Linked DNA regions of Zea mays: region 2 is linked to region 1. A link is a contact called in public Hi-C data. All regions are on one chromosome and are shown on one strand. The core of a region is the stretch at or near the end of the contact, and the rest is flanking DNA. Distances in the headings are between cores, read along the strand shown. Region 1 holds the start of LOC103632661 (putative pumilio homolog 8, chloroplastic). Region 2 holds the start of LOC100278886 (MND1-interacting protein 1).

The links. Hi-C and Micro-C count contacts between places; a contact is called where the count stands out from the background.
Region 2: a contact with region 1 is called in a Hi-C map of leaf, with 7 times the contacts expected there. The contact joins the promoter of LOC100278886 here to the promoter of LOC103632661 in region 1. A contact is called at or near these places in 7 of 25 Hi-C or Micro-C datasets (bundle sheath, ear, endosperm and 2 more).

Annotation. Positions count from the first base shown.
Region 1 is chr7:105,763,793-105,766,951 of Zm-B73-REFERENCE-NAM-5.0, forward strand. It overlaps LOC103632661 (putative pumilio homolog 8, chloroplastic), which reads right to left and starts at 1,722. Exons shown (of 6, transcript XM_008654417.4): 1 at 680-1,722; 2 at 396-573. The coding sequence starts at 1,422.
Region 2 is chr7:105,911,140-105,914,061 of Zm-B73-REFERENCE-NAM-5.0, forward strand. LOC100278886 (MND1-interacting protein 1) reads right to left here and starts at 1,363. Exons shown (of 2, transcript NM_001152018.2): 1 at 1-1,363. The coding sequence starts at 1,113.

The DNA.
Region 1 (3,159 bases), core at 472-2,971:
GTACCAGATATCATTGTTGCTAGACTTTAGGCCATAGCTTGCATAAATCAGGAAACTACCATTTGTTCCACTGGGACACATTTATCATACAGGAAAGTAGCAAAACATTGAGGCTGAGAGAGAATTACGTGTCTAAAGTAGCCATTGATTAATTTTTTCAAACAAAGTTAAAAAATGAACCGGCGACAAATTAAACGGTGGAATTACAAGAAGGGCGCCCTTACAAGAATGGGACTATATATTGACAAATTAAACAGTGCTACATATTTCAGCAATGTACTTCCGTCAGCAATGATAAAGCACATAAAGATGCTAATGATACTAGTGAATCATCACAAGGGTTTTGATTTCTGTAGCACCAGGTAGAACTTGACTTGGAAAAAAGAAATCACTACCTGAGCAATATCCGGAGGAGAGCTCATTATGAAAGCCTGCAGCACTTTTAATCTTTTCGAATCCGACAGAAGGTACCTCATCTGATTATGTGACATCCATTGCAGCATGGCATCTCCAAGAAGCTGCATTGATCTCCGAGTTTCACAGGAACTGATTATATGAACTACTTCATCTGGCCTGAAAAGACATAGAATCTATCATTTATTTGGCTGAATAAAAAGAACAGATAAAAAATCTAGAGGAAGAACAGATTATAAAACAAGTATGATATTTGATCAAGCACCTCCGGGTGCAAAGGCTACCGAAACTCTTCCTGTCCCAGGTGATCGTAGCAACGATTCGATCCCGCAGCTGTTGGCAGCAGTGATTGAGGACCAGACGGAACAGCCGCTGCCCATGTCTGCTCTCCAAGAGGTCGCAGGCGTACGACACGATACTCTCGGGGGTTTCCTCGGACAGCGCGAGGAGCAAGGCTTCCTCCGTTCCACCGTGTAGGTAGGGCGGCGGCGCCATATACGCGTGGCCGCCAGGGTGGGCGCCGCAAGCTGCGCCGATTGCGCCAGGCGAGAGCATGCCCACGGCCTCGTTCCGGGGCCCACGAGCTATGCTGCGCCGAAGTCGACCTTCCGCGAAGGATCGCGCGTCAGGCACGCTACGATCGTAGGGCGGCAGCGGCATCCGCACCAATCCAGGATGCATCTGCGACGGCGCTGACGGACCGGCTTTCTGCCCTATCGGAGGCGGCGGCACGTATGCTCGCGGATCGATGATACTGCGACGAGCCTCAAGAAAAGCAGATGAGAAGCTATCCGCCGCCGCAGCGTCGTGCACCTCGCACAGCCGCGGTTGTGCGGCGGTGGTCTGCTGGTTATAGATGGAAAGCGGTAGCGCCACGGCAGCCTGCTGGTTATAGATGGAAAGACCCACCATCATCTCAATCAGCTTATCGTTCGGCGGGTCGTACTCCCCCTTGCTGGCTTGCTTCTCCTGCTCATGATGCTCCTCCGGCGGCTGCGCCATGACCATGAACCCCACCCACCAGAAACCCCCCACAACTGTCTTTTGCGCTTATACAGGAGTCTAGACTCTAGTAGTTGATGAGCAGAGACTACGGAGGAATCGTCGCTGCTTCAGTTAGGGGAGTGGATTAAATAGGATTAGGGAGGATTTTGAGCGTCTCCAATAAAATCTGTAAACTAACCTAAAAAACGTTTTTTAAAAAAAAACACATACATACATTTTGAACCCTTCAACAGTTCTCTCTTTTTCTCCTAATATTCTCCGTGTCTCGCATCTACTGTATATCGTCCCGGAAATTTGCGCGCCACAGATTGTTCCTTGGACCAACCCTAAAAGTATTAAAAAATTTACCAAAAACTGATTATTAAGAGAAAGCTAAAAAGTTTTAAGAGTGAATCATGATGGGTAATCGGTAGGCTGTGACGCAATCTGTACAGTCGTCGGTAGGCTGTGGATGATCCGATATACGTTTAGGAATGAAATGTGTAGGGATGGAACACACCAAAATATGAGCGAGATAAGGTTGTGGATGCGGGAGCGGGACACAAATTTTTTAGGAAGAACGATGGAGCTATTGAAGCAAGAAAATCATTATTCTTTACTAATATCTGTTTTGTGATTAGTTTACATGTTCTTTTGAATTGCTCTTAATCTCCCCACTAGGTATGTGCCAGTGTGTTGCGACGGCGTATAAATCATTTGATAAATATTAGTGCGCAATGATTACATGAAAACGAACAACATATATATCATCAATCTCATATCTCACAAATTAACACTAATGACATGAAATTTGTGCGCAATTCAAATAGTGATAAAATACATTGATATACAAAAATATTATATGTTTTCTATACTTTTATTAGCATCACCAAAAGTGGACGTTTACCTATCTTAAAAGATATATAAGATTGTACATGTGCTTTGTCATTGATAAAAAATAAACAATGATAAATATGTAGCGAATATTAATCAACACATTGATTCTATAGAAGGATAGTATTATTATATAAGTCTCGTGAGCGTCTCATGTAATGGTATCGTCGAAATCAGGAAAAAAACGATAAAAGGGGGGACAACAACTGGGCACGCACTTGAACAACATACCCTAATTATTCTTGCCCATTAGCAATTACCATGTACTTAGCATTGCTAGACTTTTATGACTTTATGAGGACTGTATAGATAATTTCAAAAGCAACTTCTCATCTCTCATCTGGAAAGAGAAAAGGTTGGATATACTCTAACACAATCAGAAAAAATTGAGAAGTACTCTAATGATAATGGACTCAAGAAACGACTGCTAACCTTAGCTCTTGTCAGAACAATCTTGCCGGAAACAAAAATCAGCAGCACGGTTTTTGGCTGCTTCATTCGATAGATCAAGCCAGGCAAGAGATTGATTTTCATACTGGGAAGTGAAAGGTCGAGCAAAATGTGAGAACAATAGCAGGAAAAATCAACAAGGTGACTGAGAGAATTATGTTAAAAAAGGATGAGGAATGCAACTTACCCTTAAATCAATTCACAATTAAAATAAAGAGAGGTCAGGAATTTATGTAGCAGCCTGATAGATGAATTGAGAAAAATAGTGATACCCTTAAATCAATTCATAAAAGTGTGAAGATAGACATAGTTGACTCACAATTAAAATAAAGAGAGATAACGAATTTGTGTAACAGACTGATAGATGAATTGGGGAAAAACAGTGACACCCTTAAATCAATTTACAAAAGTGTGAAG
Region 2 (2,922 bases), core at 113-2,612, 150 kb after region 1:
CAGCTCATTCTCCAGATGAGCAAGGCGCTTCATTGTGTCATCCTCCATCACCTGTTTTTCCTTCTTACGCCGCTGGTTCTCATCATGTTCCATCCGCAGCACACGCAGCTCAGTAAGATCAGCACCAAGCTTGCGAGCAGCCTGTATCGCCTTTCCCTGTGCCCATTCCTTTCGCTCCTTAAGCTGCGTCTCCATCTCTCTTGTCTGCTTAATGAGTTCACGCGCCATCTGGTTCTTTGGGTCAGGGTTCGCATCTGGTGGATCCTTCTTGTCAATGTCCAGTGCCTCAAGCTCCGCAACAACAGACTCGATGAGTTCCTCAGTGGAGAGCTTCTTGGTAAACGATTCCCTGGGCTGCCCTTCTGGTGCGGCGCCACTAGATCGTGACCACCCGGCGGCCTTCAGGCAGGAGATGGTGGCTGCAGCGGGACCCTGGCATATCGCAAGTCTCATGAAGGCTTCTGGGTCAAAAAGAGTGGGGTCCTGAGCAGCTGTGGCTGTGGTGTTATGATAGTGGATGTATCCACGCTGTGCGGTCTCTGCCACGGCTGGGAGGTGCTCCTCACTCTCAGCAATAGATGAGGGTTCACCATTGAAAGAGCTGCTTATGGCGATCGCCTCTTCAATACGGAGGTCACTGGAGAGAAGGCACCACAAGGCCTCGGCGCGGGTGAGGGTAGGGCGGCTGCTCTGGAGGAGGCAGACAAGCCCCGCGAGGGAGTATTCCTCGAGGCGTCGGAGGTCGGCGAAGCCGCCGGCCGCGCTGGCGTGGCCAGGATCGGAGAGGTAGGCGCGGGCGTTGGCCACGATGTTGGAAACGGGATCGTTGAGCTTGCCGTAACAGTGGCCCGAGTGGAGAACGGCCTCGAGGGATGCCTCCTCGCCGTGGCCGAGGTCGGCGAGGCGGGCCAGGGCCGCCGCGTACGCCTCATCCAGCCTCTTCAGCAGGCGCTCCTCAAGCTCGTCCGCCGTGGCGCGGAGCCACGGCGCGGCATCCTCTCCGACGGTCAGATCGGGATCGGAGGCCGGCGGGGGCGCCTGTGCAAGCCCCGCGCGGGCGGACCGGCCCTTCCGGGACGAGCGGCTACCACGCTCGCGGGGTTGCCCTGCCATCCGAGCGCGAGTCGGGGGCGGCGGGAGCGGTGGTAATAGGGTTTGGAGGATGGATCGGAGGTGCTGGTTGGCTGTGATGGGGGTGCGGCGGCGCGGAGACCACGTCGATGTGTGCGAGTGCGAGGAAAATGGCGAGTGGACGGAAGCGAGGAACAAGAAGACCGGAAGGGGAACGAAGGCCTTGCTGCTGGGCTCGATTGGGCTTTTTAGTCCTTCAAGCTGGATAACTTAGGGCTTGGGTTTGTTTGTGTTACTGCTTCCGCATCCCACCGATCTCCGGTTGCTGCTGTAGGGCAAGCCCAAGCCTAAGCCCAAGAAGAGCACGAGAGGTCGATTCGTTAACTTTCATGGAACTGTGTCCAGCAGTTTAACTATATAAGAGCAACTCCAATAGTTCTCTAAAAAAGAGCTTGTTAAAATCATGTTTAGTAAGTTGCTAAATAGCTATTGAAAGTAAAAAAACAACTTAGTCTCCAATAGTTGCTCATATTTAGGAAGTATTTTGAATCTAGCTTTGGCAGCCCTGCCTCGCATGAGATCTGGCTGACAATAAGGTTGAGAGCAGAGGATGTCGAGGACAGAAGAGAAAAGGCCGGTCGACATTAACTATGAAGGAGTGGTGGTCCGGTGGCGCAACCTATGAGGAAGTTGGGTTCGACGGTGAAGGAGAAACGTGTGTCACACGCGTTTGACCTAGCTACCTCACTATGCTAGAAAGTGGAAGAAGAGTGTGCTATACCTGGCTACCTCAGTGTGTGGGAAAGGGAAAAAATAATCACGCTAGTGTGAAGAAATTAACGCCAAATGCATTTAGGGAGTTCGTATCGAGTTGCTAAATTTGAAGAGTAAATAGAGTTGAATAGCAACTTAGTAAATTTAGCAAGTCTATTTAGAAAACCATTGGGGAAGTATTTTTCTGTTCACTTTTTATATTTAAGATTTAGAGAGTTGTTTAGAGAACTATTGGAGTTGCTCTAATCATCTAAACCACTATTTTGTACTGTAAATTATATAGTTCACAGAATGCATTTAAATATAGAGACATGAATGTGTAAGCTGTTGAAGATAGTCTAAGGCTAACTCCAACGAGAACGTGCAAAAATGGAATCTAAACACACATTTGGATTACGCGGTTAGCCAAAAGAAGATACCTAAATATTATCGTGTCCAACCAGGTACCCAAATACTCTCTCCGATCTTTTTTTGTCGTGGTTTAGTTAAAAAATAAACTAGCGGGTGACAAATATTCGAGAACAGAGGTAGTATATAATTGAGAAGATGATCATCTATATAAAGGTATTCTCCCACATCGCATCTAAAATGGTATCTAGTATAGGTTACCTGTTAAAAATGTTATAGTATCATTTATATTTATATAATGGTTTTAGGTGCCTTGATATGTACTCTGTTGGAGTCAGCCTAAGCAAACTGTAGTGGGTGTCTCCTATGTGTGACGGTGTCTCCTATGTGCGTGTGTAAGGTTGTATCTAGCAGATCGTGCATATCGTCGTGTAAAACAATGATTTGCACTGTAGATGACATTGTTTGCAGAGTGGAGTTTGAAATAGAAAGTAGGATAAGGGATGGAATAGGCGAGCTGCTGGATACAGACTAAGAGGATAGTGGATGGTGGAGGCACCCAAGAGAAGTCAAGTTCTTCTACCTCCCATCAGGTTCTCACCTTGCTAGTATGAAGGAACCTATCTCTGTTCTCAATCTCCTTCCCTAGATTGCATAGGAGTAGATGGTTAACAACTCGGTACCAAAAGCTACCGAAAACCCACCCTACATCCCACACCATCGCATAGT